Linked DNA regions of Zea mays: region 1 is linked to region 2. A link is a contact called in public Hi-C data. All regions are on one chromosome and are shown on one strand. Each heading gives the region's core, a stretch centred on a gene start, on an enhancer-like site or on the middle of the called end of the contact. The rest is flanking DNA. Distances are from core to core; before and after follow the strand shown.

What was found. Hi-C and Micro-C count contacts between places; a contact is called where the count stands out from the background.
Region 1: a contact with region 2 is called in a Hi-C map of tassel, with 2.7 times the contacts expected there. The contact joins the promoter of LOC100274498 here to the promoter of LOC100383460 in region 2. A contact is called at or near these places in 5 of 25 Hi-C or Micro-C datasets (ear, endosperm, leaf and 1 more).

The regions. Positions count from the first base shown.
Region 1 is chr10:1,746,528-1,754,209 of Zm-B73-REFERENCE-NAM-5.0, reverse strand. It overlaps LOC100274498 (embryo defective 1379), which reads left to right and starts at 3,876. Exons shown (of 6, transcript NM_001148856.1): 1 at 3,876-4,195; 2 at 5,771-5,967; 3 at 6,074-6,154; 4 at 6,435-6,668; 5 at 6,772-6,849; 6 at 6,937-7,606. The coding sequence starts at 4,081. The coding sequence ends at 7,245.
Region 2 is chr10:1,556,698-1,563,762 of Zm-B73-REFERENCE-NAM-5.0, reverse strand. LOC100383460 (Aladin) reads right to left here and starts at 2,401. Exons shown (of 15, transcript NM_001176108.1): 1 at 2,222-2,401; 2 at 2,050-2,105; 3 at 1,775-1,945; 4 at 975-1,089; 5 at 765-864; 6 at 474-656; 7 at 1-15. The coding sequence starts at 2,279. It overlaps LOC103640669 (protein ROOT PRIMORDIUM DEFECTIVE 1-like), which reads left to right and starts at 2,578. Exons shown (of 2, transcript NM_001319739.2): 1 at 2,578-2,909; 2 at 3,464-5,731. The coding sequence starts at 3,557. The coding sequence ends at 4,786. It also overlaps the pseudogene LOC124416937.

The DNA of each region.
Region 1 (7,682 bases), core at 2,627-5,126, 190 kb before region 2:
GAATCCAAAAGGTCATCCTTTTCATGAATAGCACTAACTAATTCATTTAATTTTTCCTTTTGAGCTATGTTAAGGTTGGCAAAAAGGGAACACAAACTATCCTCCTCATCACTAGCATTATCATCACTAGAAGATTCATATTTAGTGGAGGAGTTAGGTTTAACCTTTTTCTTTTTGCCGTCCTTTGCCATGAGGCACTTGTGGCCGACGTTGGGGAAGAGAAGTCCCTTGGTGACGGCGATGTTGGCGGCGTCCTCATCGTCGGAGGAGTCACTTGAACTTTCGTCGGAGTCCCACTCCCGACAAACGTGGGCATCTCCGCCCTTCTTCTTGTAGTATCTCTTCTTCTCCTTTCTTCTCCCCTTCTTGTCGTCGCCTCGGTCACTGTCACTAGACATAGGACATTTAGCAATAAAATGACCGGGCTTACCACACTTGTAGCAAACCTTCTTGGAGCGGGACTTGTAGTCTTTCCCCCTCCTTTGCTTGAGGATTTGGCGGAAGCTCTTGATGACGAGCGTCATTTCCTCATTGTCGAGCTTGGAGGCGTCTATTGGTTGTCGACTTGGTGTAGCCTCCTCCTTCTTTTCTTCCGTCGCCTTGAATGCGACGGGTTGAGCTTCGGATGTGGTGGGTTCGTCAAGCTCGTTGATTTTCCTCGAGCCTTCGATCATGCACTCAAAACTTACAAAATGCCCGATTACTTCCTCGGGGGTCATTTTAGTATATCTAGGATTACCACGAATTAATTGAACTTGAGTAGGGTTAAGGAAAATAAGAGATCTTAAAATAACCTTAACCACTTCGTGATCATCCCATTTTACGCTCCCGAGGTTGCGCACTTGGTTCACCAGGGTCTTGAGCCGGTTGTACATGTGTTGTGGCTCCTCCCCTTTGCGAAGCCGGAACCGACCGAGCTCTCCCTCAATCGTTTCCCGCTTGGTGATCTTGGTGAGCTCATCTCCCTCGTGCGCGGTTTTGAGCACATCCCAAACCTCCTTGGCGCTTTTCAACCCTTGTACTTTGTTATACTCCTCTCTACTTAAAGAGGCAAGGAGTATCGTTGTCGCTTGAGAGTTGAAGTGTTCGATTTGGGCCACCTCATCCTCATCATAGTCCTTATCCCCTACCGATGGTACCTGTGCACCAAACTCAACAACATCCCATATACTTTTGTGGAGTGAGGTTAGATGAAATCGCATTAAATCACTCCACCTAGCATAATCTTCACCATCAAAAGTTGGTGGTTTGCCTAATGGGACGGAAAGTAAAGGTGCATGTTTAGAAATGCGAGGGTAGTGTAGGGGGATCTTACTAAACTTCTTACGCTCTTGGCGTTTAGAAGTTACGGAGGGCGCGTCGGAGCCGGGGGTCGATGTTGATGAAGTGTCGGTCTCGTAGTAGACCACTTTCCTCATCCTCTTTTGTTTGTATCTGCTCTGATGCGGCTTGTGGGAAGAAGATTTTTCCTTCTTCTCTTTGTGGTGAGAAGAAGATTTCTTCTCCTTCCCTTTGTTGGAGGAGATCTTCTTCTTCTCCCTCCTCTTGGTGCGGGACTCTTCCGATGAAGTGCTCCCGTTGCTTGTAGTGGGCTTTTCGCCGGTCTCCATCTCCTTCTTGGCGTGATCTCCCGACATCACTTCGAGCGGTTAGGCTCTAATGAAGCACCGACCTTTGATACCAATTGATAGTCGCCTAGAGGGAGGGTGAATAGGGCGAAACTGAAATTTACAAATATAAACACAACTACAAGCCGGGTTAGCGTTAGTAATGAAGAAACGAGTCCGTGAGGGAGGGCGCAAAAACAAATCCCAAGCGAATAAGCAAGTGAGACACGGAGATTTGTTTTACCGAGGTTCGGTTCTTGCAAACCTACTCCCCGTTGAGGAGGCCACAAAGGCCGGGTCTTTTTCAACCCTTCCCTCTCTCAAACGATCCACGGATCGAGTGAGCTTTCTCTTCTCAATCACTTGGAACACAAAGTTCCCACAAGGACCACCACAAGATTGGTGTCTCTTGCCTCAATTACAAGTGAGTTTGATCGCAATGAAGGAATCAAGAAAGAAGAAAGCAATCCAAGCGCAAGAGCTCGAAAGAACACAAGCAAATCACTCTCTCTAATCACTAGGGCGTTGTGTGGAGTTTGGAGAGGATTTGATCTCTTTGGTGTGTCTAGAATTGAATGCTAGAGCTCTTGTAGTAGTTGGGAAGTGGAAAACTTGGATGCAATGAATGGTGGGGTGGTTGGGGTATTTATAGCCCCAACCACCAAAAGTGGCCGTTGGGAGCCTGTCTGCACGATGGCGCACCGGACAGTCCGGTGCACACCGGACAGTCCGGTGCCCCCTGCCACGTCATCATTGCCGTTGGATTCTGACCGTTGGAGCTTCTGACTTGTGGGCCCGCCTGGGTGTCCGGTGCACACCGGACAGCTACTGTTCCTTGTCCGGTGTGCCGGAATGGGCGCGCCTGATATCTGCGCGCGCAGAGCGCGCATTGAATGCGCGGCAGAGAGCCGTTGGCGCGGAGATAGCCGTTGCTTCGGAGTCGCACCGGACAGTCCGGTGCACACCGGACAGTCCGGTGAATTTTAGCGGACTAGCCGTTGGAGTTTTCCCGAAGCTGGCGAGTTCCTGAGGCCGACCTCCCTTGGCGCACCGGACACTGTCCGGTGTACACCGGACAGTCCGGTGAATTATAGCGGAGTCGCCTCTGGAAATTCCCGAAGGTGGCGAGTTTAAGTTGGAGTCCTCTGGTGCACCGGACACTGTCCGGTGTACACCGGACAGTCCGGTGCTCCCAGACCAGAGGGCCTTCGGTTCCCACTTTGCTCCTTTGTTGAATCCAAAACTTGATCTTTCTATTGGCTGAGTGTGAACCTTTTATACCTGTATAATCTATACACTTGGGCAAACTAGTTAGTCCAATAAATTTGTGTTGGGCAATTCAACCACCAAAATTAATTAGGGACTAGGTGTAAGCCTAATTCCCTTTCACTATGGTACAAGGGATTATATCTATATGGGCTTAAAGAAAAGATAGTGTCTAGAATGGTTTTGCGTTCAATAGGTGTATAAACCTTTGTATGAACGTAAAAGTTAGATCAAGGATGTTTACGGTAGGATTATGTGCTATGGACTTGAGCGAAAGCCAACGTCGCATGGAGAGAGGATATTATAAAAAACTTTTAAGGATATAAAGGATCGCATCTATGAGCTTAGAAGGAATACAATATCACGTGAATGCCAAATCATATATGTTAGAGCACCAAATCATATGTTCCACACATTTTTTGAGTCTTGCTATGTGTGTTGATAGGAGCACAAAATCATATGTTAGAATATCAAATTGCAGCACAAGTTTCTACACACGAAATATAAGGGACAACCTATGTAATCAAGCATCCTAATTATAGTTTTAACTACATGCTTAATATCCAGGAATTATATGTTTGTCCATCTTAAAAACTTAAATAATTTATTGGTGTCTGCGTGTTAGATAACTAGATTTTTGTGACAACTTGGGGGTTCAGCACTTCTCCTCTCATTCAATCTGGGTTTTCCAACTCAAATACTTACTGGGGAAGCGGACGACAACTGACAACAGCGTCTGATTATATATTTATTCCCCCAAACAGTGGCTTATCTAAGGGATTAATATTTTTTACTCTAAATATTTTATTGGTAAGGAAGTTGTTTGTATTTTTTTGTAGGATTTGGTTTCTTTTAGGCTGTTTCTGGACAAACTGCCACGTCCGACGAGACAGAAGCGAAGCGAAGCAAAGCCGAAAGTGACGATCCCAGTCCAGTTCATCGGGCTGGCGGCCTAGCCCATTCAGCATGCACGGCCCAACATTCCCTTCCTTCCCCGGGCGGCGGGGTAGGATTCCTTGCCGTCTCCCGCTCTTCACCACGCGCTTCCCGCGAAACGCCAACCAATTCCTCCGTCGATCAAAAACTGCCCCTCTCACAAGGAGAAATCTTTCCCGCGGGCGGCGGAGGAATTCGCGGATTAGGTTGGTGGGTTCGACCGATCCGCGTCCCCGGGTTCCCAAGTTCCCAGGTAAGCCGAGCCCGGAGCATGGCGCCGCTGTCGTGGCGGCACCACACGCTGCTGCAGTCGCTGCTCCACCGCGGTCCCCTCTCCGAACGCGACTTCCACGCCATCTTCGCTGGCGTCTCCGGCAAGAACCCCGGTACGCCGTACGCTTTGCTCCCATCCCGTCGTCTCTCTCGGTCTATTCTCTCTACGCGCCACGGCCCAACAAGCGCTCGACGAAATGCGTCTCTGCAGCTGCCGTGCCGTGCCTATCTCTATAGTCTATACTCTCATGCCGGCGGGGGTGCGTACAAGCACAAGCAGCTTCAGGCTGCCGCCGCGTAGGGTCGAACCCACCCCACAACTCCTGCTCTTCATCCGCGTTCTCGACCGTAGGGGTGCTGGAGCGCATCCTCGTTATCGGGGCCGTAGGGTTGTGGAGGATATGGACGGACGGCAACTCTGGACGCCTTTATTGGTCGGCTCTGTCTGTCCAGAGCTACAGACTGGATCTTACACTGCAAGCCACCCCCATCCCTGCCCACCTCCTTCCAGCGTAAGCCAAAGCTCCACTAGTACATATAACGTATCTTCTTCAGGCCGAGAACCCGTGCATCTGCTACGCTATACTCGTCAACTTCAGCAGCAATGGCGCCTCCCTCGTGGCGGCAACGGCACCACACTCTGCTGCAGGCTCTGCTCTCCCGCGGCCCCCTTGCCGAGCCTGACTTCCGCGCGCTGTTCACTGCTGTCTCCGACAGGGACCCTGGTACCTACCTATGCCGCGATGCTTGCAACTCTCTCCCCTCTTAGCTCTAGTCTTTCTCCATCTTCTCTTCGCATCTGTTCCATGGAAAGCCGAGAGATTCTGATATTTGCCATCAGCAACAAACAGGTTTGTAAAATTGCCATTAGACCCACATTTCATAGACCCAGCTGGACCCACAATTCATAAACACAGTGGTAATTATAACAAGAAGACAACGTTGTGAGTGGCAAAAATCCAATTATCTCGTTTGTGAAGCGGGCAGAATGCTCCTCCCAGCTGACAACTAATTACCGTGGCAATGCTGTTTGTTTCGTCGGGGGAAAAGAGTGCTAGTTCGGTCCCCATATGATTTTGTTAGGCAATGCTGCTGTATACAAAGTCTCATGCTGCTTCTATCTTCCTTTGCCTCAAAAAAAGGCTGCCTTTCCCAATATTAACTTCTAAGCATTCTGTGTAGACATTCTTTTCTTTTTTCTTTGTTGGCCTAAGTCATCATTCCTTATTTATTTTGGCCTCTTCTTGACCTGCTCGTGCCCACAATATAAATCTGTTTACAAGTGAATGATGTACCTTGAACAAACTATTTAGTGGATTTTTTTGTTTGTTTGATCCAGAAGTAGCTACACTTACTTTCACACCTAAGGTAGATCTATGAAATTTTTACTGTCTGTTTCCTGATCACCTGAGCCGGTCAGAATTTCTTCAGAGTTTTGGTAAAAACAGCGAAATCAATTCAAAGTTGCATTATAGAATTGCCTGAAACAGTGGTCTTGATTCCACATGGTATTTGAATCAATCAGCCCGACTAACACCTGGTTGCCAACTTGGCTGAATCATATACCTGATACCAGTTACCAGTTATAGAAGAGAGTCCATAGCCTATGTGACGCAAGCTTCTCTTGATTCATTTGACCAAATGCCTACTTTCCAGCCACTTATTTGATGTCATATCATTACTTGCAGCCACTCACCAACAACTGTTCAATGATACACTTCTCAAGATCAACAAGGACCTTGCCTACTTGCAGTTCGAGTTGCGGGCATGCATTAACCAATATGATGGAATGGTTTACTACGGGGTGGTTAATAACATTGCTGACGAAGAGTCTAAGCTTGGAACAAAGTACTCCGTGCCCCAGATCGCATTCTACAAGGGACTGGTACGTGATACCTCGCCTTGCATTCCTCAGTCTGACACTGCATATGTTGTGTTGAACCTTCGCACGTATGGAGATGTGAGTATGTGACTAATGATTACTGTGGCAGCTAGAAGCAATAGTTCAGGAAGCTGGAAATGATGGGAGCATAACCAGTATCGACGCCCTCAATGTCCGGCTTGATAACCAGGTTAGCTGCACAGTGATTCTGGGAACATGATTTATTGGTTTTTCATATCAGCATGTACTACTGGTCAAGTGCTTAGTGTAGCTCATAATACTTATGTATGGCCTACAAGCGTTTATGCGAGCGTTTTACAGTTTCATGTATTCTGCAGCTATCATGTCATCAACGGTATCGCCTTTTGTTTCTGTGGCATGGCACAGCAGCACTGTTGTATCTACTGATTGACAGTTTAATCTCGATTGGAAATTGTGGCATCACGAGTTATTGACTGCTCTGTTTGCAGGTCGCAGTATTAGACGGTTCACAGGACAGCCAGTCTCGCCTTCCTAGCTCCATAAAGAACTTCTCAATGAGCCAGAAGGAGAAAACTCTCGATGAGCTGATACGGGACCGCTGGTTGTCGTACACCGCCACAGGCAAGATCGGTCTGGGCACCAGGTCATTTCTTGACCTCCGGAGCTGGTTCCGTGGTAACGATATCCCGTCTTGTGTTGTCTGCAACGAAGCTTGTATAAAGGTACTGATATGCGGCGATTCTATGGGTTTTCCACTTGGCTTGTCTTGCTTCTGTTGTTGTCGTCGTATAACCTGCTGCTAGTGTTGTTTTTGTTCCACAACAGGCATCGAGTTGTCCGAACGAGGGATGCGATGTTAGAATTCACGAGTACTGCTTGAAGAAGAAATTCTCACAGAGAAAGGTACCTGCCTAGATTACAACCAACTTCACATTGCTATCTCATGTTGATGGTAGAGTCATGGTTTGCTAATTCTACCTGGATATGTAGGCCTCGAGAGCGTGTCCTAGTTGCGGTACTGGATGGCCGTGTCAAGATGGCGAGGGCGAGGCCGATGAAGTGAACGAACCTGGGGAGGAGGATCTAGCCTCGCCGGCTAACCATCCCTCGAGGAAGAAGCGCAGTAGAGTCAAAGCTGAGCTGGTGGAGGAAAACGACATCGCAGGCCCGTCGACGGAGGTGCCTAGGACTAGGAGGACCCTGAGAAGCGCTAAAGCCGAAGCAGTCGAGGCCGATCAAGAGGCGTCTTCTACCGCAGCTTCACAGCCAGGCAGGGGTTCTAAAAGAAGGAAGAAGTGAGTGATGACTGATGATGCATGCTTATAAAGGAGGGAGATTGCAAATGTTCCTCCTTTGCCATGTGTAGATACTACAGTAGACGTGCTGGTATCCAGTGGGTAGTTTTTCAAGTGCCAGGGCAAAAGAGCCTTCTAGTTCTGCTCTTTGCTACAGTAGGGACTCGTAGACTGGTGGAGCTCTCATGACGTCTAAGTTATTTATCTTGTGAAGCCATTCCCATATTATTACTTGTTTGTTATGGTAGTAGAGAACATCTTGGAGCACTGAAAAACTTGAGGGCATGGGATGCTGTCGCTTGCATTTGTTGATTCTGGATTGAGGCATGACATGCATGCTGTAGCTTGCAATTGGCAGCTCCTTCAAGTTAAAGTTATCTAGCTTGTTCGCTGCGGCTTGCTGCGGCTGCAATCCGGCTGCGGCTGCGGCTTCTACAGTAT
Region 2 (7,065 bases), core at 1,152-3,651:
GCAGATGCCAAGTATGTGGAGAGCAGTCAAGGAAAAAAATGTCTTCAACCGTTGAAATTTCCCACAAATGACTAAACCTACTGTAAACATCTATGTATGCATGGTGCTGTAAATTTGGCAAAAATAGAATTTTTGAAGTTAGCCACACACTGTATTTTAGTTATTTTACAGTTTTAAAACAAGAGAAACGGTGAGTAGTCATGGCTAAAGACCTCCAAACTCTTTTCTATGGCCTCCTGCCTCGGTTAGTCGGTTATTAGGTTGTTTTTTCCTTTTGTTCCAATGGCATGCCTGCATTGTGCATAATGGGTTTGAGTGTTTGTGTTGTGTTGGGTAAGTGGTGTTGTATATTTGGGTTAGCTTTCTTTGCCGACGAAATGATACAGAGGTGTTTAGCGAGTTAAATAAATAAAAGGAGAGATGAAAAGCAGCAGCAAAATTCACAATGCCACTATGAAACTTATCAAGGATATCTTCCATCAGGTTTCCAACAAAGTGCACTAACGAGCTCAGCAGAAGAGCCACGAAGAACATCCACAAGTATCCACTGACCACCAGAACCTCTAGGGAAGGCACTAAAGGAAGAAGAAGTGACCCCAGATTTCATGAATGGGACATTGCCAGGATATGATGCCGACCAGAGGCATATCCCTCCTCTGAAAAGAAAATGCTGATTTCAATATAAAAGTAAAGTATGACAGCAAATTATTCAGAGACAACAAGGATTGATTCAAGTTAAATGGTGAGGTGGCAGTAGTACACACTTGCAGGCAACTGCAATCATCTTCCCACTATTTGGTCTCCACTCAACAGCCTTAACATCCGTTTGATGATCATTTGTTAAAATGCATGGTTCTTTAGCATCTGTTAAAGAGATTGGCCAATGTTATGTTTTGCAACTAACCTGATGGATAGAGTTCAGTTCATAAATAAACTAATAAAACATAGCAAAATAGGCACAAGGCCGATCTTACCTGAGTCCTCAAAGTCTTGGACAGTAACCTGGTTCTTCCCAGACACGAATGCTAAGCAATGCTTGTATGGATTCCAACTTACTTTCTGCGTGTCAAATTCTTCTAGCAGATTTGGCTGGTAAACAAGAATGATCGAATTTGAGTACGACTGTAATGGTTTCGTAAAAAATCACACAGGAAATGTACAAGCAGGAAGCAAATCTAGGGTGTTCATCCCAAGAACAATAGCTGGAGGATAGATTTTTTTTTGGGAAGTATGCTGGATGAATTAGTAACTGGAGTTCTGATACAACATCAACCTTCAAGTTATGTTGAGCTGTGCTTTTGCAATCTGAGTAACATTGTTACCTCCTGAATCATGAAATAAGTTATTTTACTATGTTAAAACAATTCAACATATATCAGATCATGAAAGCACACTGTGGCACTAGGGAAGTGAGAAGCAGACAATGCATTCGCCTTTGGGCACAGAGTTTTCGTTGCATGACCATGTATTTGTATGTAGATATAAGCACCAGCAACTGACAAAAGATATGATAAAATTCTGGAGTTCACTTATCTACACACAAGCGAGTGGTTTAAGTACGCGGGTATCTCTGGGGACAAATTTGAGGAACATCAAATTGTAGTAACTCAGAATCTCAGTTAGGAATATAGGACAATCCAATGTGAACAGCATTGTAGTAACTCAAATTTATTTGGCTTGCAAACCAGAATGGTCGAATGTGAGTATCATTGTAATGATTTACTAAAAAGTTTACATTGAGGATAAGTAATTCAGATAGGACGATCCAACTCACGTCTAGTGGAGGGAAGACCATCCGCCTGAAGAAGTCGGATATGGTGGCTGCCAAACCAGCGGTGGGCACAGTGTCAGCAGGCTCGACTTGGTCCGCGGCAGGAGCAGCAGGCTCGCGGCTGGCGAGAAGAAGAGCCTCCGGCTGGAACGGAATCGGGGCGAACACCATCCCCTGCAACACGACGGCCAACAAGCCCCAGATTTGAGCCCCTCGTCAGGCAGGCAAGCACAACGTGGTTCACAGATGAAGAGTGAGTTCGAGGGGAGCGGACTGACGAGGACATCCCCATATGCGTCCTTGGCGCGGTCGTCGGAGAGGGCATCCACCGCAACTGCGAGAGGCCAGGGGGAGGCGGATTGAATCAAACAAGCGAGCGGAAATGCTTACTACAGCTAGTTAAAATGAGTGTGTGGTTGTTGGGGGGCAGCGGATTTGCTGGGCGCTTACCGAGGTCGCGGTTGATCTCGCAGATGGTGACGGCGCCCGGCGGAGGGAAGCTCGGCATCGCAGCTAGCTAGCTTGATAGGGTTAGGAGATAGATTCGAGGTTCCCGGACCCAGCCCGAAATGGGGCGCTTGAGCTCGACCAGTACACGAGGCAGCCAGGGGAAGCGGCGGCGGAAGCAACCGAGCGGCGAACGGGGAGAGAACGGAGGCGCGAGCGCGACGGGCAGACCAGGGGCGGATGTGTTTTTCGCCTCTGCAGCCCATACAAAACCAGCCCATAAACAACCAGGCCTTGAAGGCCCAGCCCAAAGCACCTCGCACCTCGCCTCTCGATCCACCATTCTCCGTCCGCCGTCACCCACGCTTGCTGGCTCCGCCGACGCATCTCGCAAGCTGCCAGCGCCCCCCTCGCCCCTCTCCACTGTGGTCCGCAGCCGCTTGGAGCTTGCAGCTTGCCTGTTCGTCGTCTCGGTCCCAGCCGGCAGCCGGTCAACCCTCCAACCCCCTCTCTAGGCGGCTAGGCAGCAAGTCTCCCAGGCTGGCAGGCTCCCAGCCGGCAGCGGCAGGAGCCCGCACAATCTGCTCGGCCCCTGGCCCCTACCATGCTTGGCCGCCTGGGCACCTTGGTGCTAAACCTGCTGAGGCAGAGAGTAGAAAGGACATGACATCGCTCTACTAACTGGCCACCGGTAATCAATATTTCATCCCTTTTTATCTGGCAAATTTTTACTTTAATGATTAATTTAGTTGCATTGAGCGGGTGGTGGAAGGGTTTAAGTGTTAAATGTGACCTACGGTTGAATCACGATCTAATGGATCAGATGGTTTGCTTGCACGCTTGCACAGAAGGACTGCTTGCATAGCAGTCGTTGCCGCATTGCATACCTCAGAGCCTGGAGGCTAGAATGGAGAAAATATAAAAAAGATTCTTAGCATTGTACATGTTGCTTTGGTAGAATTGATATTGTTATTTGTGTTCTTCCTTGTACCTAGTATACATTTTGGTATGTCGCCAGTAAGATTTCTAGCCTTAATTATTTACCCCCTCCCCACACACCCCCACCCACCCCTACCCTGGATGATTTCCGCCACTGATCAGCAGCTTTCTTTTCTCCTCTTTATTCAGTGAACCTTATCAAGTCATGTAAATAGAACAATCCCACGTGCATTCATGCGAACCTGGTGCTTTCCATTCCATTGTCTACTAAACTGACTCCGCGTGCAATCTCCTTCCTTCTTGCAGTTGCAGCTCCAGCAAGTCGCCATTGCTCTAGAGATCCACATGTGGTTCTCGGTGCATTTTCGTATCTTTTAGAATTGAACTGTGAAAAACACAATGGCATCGATCTTATCTGGAGCAAGGAGCCTTCACTCACTCGCTCTGCTATCGCGGATGTTGGGCGAGACGACTCAGCTCGGTCCTTTTAACCGCAGCGTGCAGCGGAGGTGGAGAAAGCCTGTAGATTCGGCAAGAACACGTCTTGAGGGAAGAACGAGGGATCATAGGCTGGACAAACTAATGGTTCAGCTGAGGAACTTGAGGCTGGCCTTGGCTTTGCATGAGGTGATATCTCAGCAGAGGAACGGATACGCGTCTCTCCAGCTCCTCTCAAGGTGGAGGCATGAGGTCGGGCTGAACATTGAGGTCGGTGCTTTCCTCAAGAAATACCCCCACGTGTTTCAGACCTACGTGCACCCTGTCAAGAGGAACCACTGCTGCAAGGTCACGCAGAAGATGTCCGACTTGATCGCAGAGGAAGACGCTGTGGTCAGGGAGAATGAGGTCGGCGTAGTTCAGCGGCTGAAGAAACTTCTCATGCTCTCTGTGGATGGAACTCTGAACATGCACGCGTTATGGCTCATAAGAAGGGAGCTTGGGCTTCCTGATGATTACAGGTCCTCTATACTGCCGAACCATCGACATGATTTAATTCTCAAATCCCCAGATACTCTATCACTTTTCTCTAGGGATGAAACATTGGCTGTAGCTAAGGTCGACGAGTGGAGGAAAAGGGAGTACACAGAAAAATGGCTAGCTGAATCAGAGACAAAATATGCTTTCCCGATCAACTTCCCAACTGGATTTAAGGTTCAAAAAGGTTTCAGGGAGAAACTCAAGAACTGGCAGAGGCTTCCCTACACCAAACCTTATGAGAAGAATGATTCGCATCCGATATGCAACGTGGAGCGGCTTGAGAAACGCATTGTTGGTGTTCTTCATGAGCTTTTGAGCCTGACGGTCGAAAGGATGATGCCACTTGAGAGACTGTCACACTTCAGAAGATTGTACACCATGGAGGTAAACCTGCGAGAATTTTTTCTCAAGTATCCAGGCATTTTCTACATCTCGACGAAAGGAAGCACACAGACAGTCATCCTAAGGGATAGTTACAGTAAAGGATATCTGATTGAGCCTAACCCTGTGTACATTGTGCGGAGGAAGATGCTGGACCTGGTATTATCTGGATCTCGTAACGTTGGTGAATGCCAACAGGATAGTGCAACTTGGTCAGCTGAGGAGCATGATCTGGGAAGCAGCCATGGGTGCCAGGATAACATATGCTAGGTGGATTCTGCAATTCCATACTGGAACATGGAGTTAGAAGTGACGCATGGAAAGAACCAATTAACTCAACCATGATCTTGCTGTAATATCTACATATAAAAATACCTACTGATATCGTCTGCCCGGGGTGAAGCGATGCCTAGCTGCGGCATTGCCCTGCCTAGCCTCGCCTCGTCTCCGGCACGCGAACACCCAGCTCGGACTCTGTAAAGAGGAAGTTTACCACAATCTCTGGTGGACTTTCTTTGCTCACTGCCCCTGCTCCTCCATCGCTCTCGTGCGCCACTGTTCTCCATGGATCTCTTCAATTTGATGCTAGGTGGCAACATTGCACCTAGCAATGCTATTTTTACTATGCTGATCAAGGCATATGCTAACTGTGGAATGCTAGATAGGGCTATGATTATCTTCAATGAGATGAGAGCAAGGAGTGAAACCTGATGTGGTAACCTATTTGACAGTGATTGGTGCCCTTTACAGAATTGGTAAGATGGATGGTGCTGTGGAAAAATTTAATCATATGATTGATCAAGGAGTAACACCCAAAAAATCTACTTACTGTTGCCTGATTCAAGTTTTTTGTATTCATGGTGGTTTACTGAAAGCCAAGGAATTGGTTTGGAAACCATGAATAAAGGTATGTGTCCTGACATTGTTTTCTTCAGTTCGATAATAAACAACCTTTGCAAACTAGGAAGGGTAATGGACGCACAAAATATATTTGACTTAACTGTAAATGTTGGTCTGCATCCTACTGTTGCGATGCATAGTATGCTGATGGTGGGTACTGTCTTGTTGGCAAGATGGAGAAGGCATCAAGGGTATTTGATGCTATGGTGTCTGCTGGCGTTGAACCAAACAATGTAGTGTATGGTGTACTTGTTAATGGCTATCGTAAAATTGGAAGGATCGATGATGAGTCTTTTCAAAGAAATGTTGCATAAAGGAATAAAGCCTTCAACTATTTCGTACAACATCATACTTGATGGGTTATTTCAGGCAGGGAGAACAGTTCCTGCGAAGGTGAAATTCCACGAAATGACTGAAAGTGGTATCACAATGGACAAATGGACATACAACATAGGTCTTAGTGAACATTTTAAAAACAGATGCTCTGTTGAAGCAATCTTGCTTTTTGAAGAATTACGTGCAATGAATGTAAAGATCAATATCAAAACTCTCAATACCATGATAGCTGGAATGTTTCAAACCAGGAGAGTTGAAGAAGCTAAGGATCTGTTTGCTTCTATCTCGAGAAGTGGGCTGGTGCCTTCTGTTGTGACTTACAGTATAATGATGACAAATCTTATAAAAGGATTGGTGGAGGAGGCAGATGATATGTTTTCATCCATGGAGAATGCTGGCCGTGAGCCTGATTCTCGATTGTGTGGTTAGGGAATTACTAGAGAAAAATGAAATGGTCAGGGCTACAACGTACCTGTCCAAAATTGATGAGAGGAATTTCTCACTTGAGCATTCAACCACAACATTGTTGATCGATCTCTTCTCAAGCAAAGGGGCTTGTAGGGAACACATAAGATTTCTCCCTACAAAGTATCGTTTTCTTGCAGGGGGCTCGTTAATGTTCGATTGGTAGGTCTTTAAGCCATATCTCGCTTTGAATCTCCTTCATTTTGATGATTGATGCCAACACATCCAAAGCAAATACAAAACTTTTAGAGATGTAAGTAATTTGCTAATAATTTAAGTGACCATAAGATACTAGGTAAGAACAATTCAACTCAAATTGTGTATAGTCTGAACAATAAAATTTTGGACCTTATTTGCATCACTTAGCATTTGTTTTTTATTTTTTGATAAAAACTTTTCAAAGTCTTTTGTTTTTGGTCGAAAGTACAAGAATTGAATTTGCACAAGTATTTCTAGGTTTTGAAGAATTCTCCCACTTTCTTAAATGCTTTTGTTTTGGCCAAATAAATGTTTCGAAAAGGGCCTCGTCAGTTTTGGTTGTGCTTAATACCAAGAAACCCCTGAAGGCTGAAGCTGGTTGGTTCCCCACCTCGTGTCTTGCAGCAAGCAGCAGTCGGTGATCCAGCAGCTCCTCTGGCGCAAGGGGCGCCTGATAGTGATGTGTTCGAGGGGGACGCCTCTGCTGTATGCCCCAGTGGATCCTGCAGAGTCATTCAAGTTCTAGAGTTTGTAGATTGTCTCCAGCCAGTGATTAACATAATCCCATTACAGGTTTGTTTGTCTAAGCTTGTTTTGTCATATTTTTTTTTGGTACAGTTCACTGTTCACTGAACAAATTCTGCTGTTTT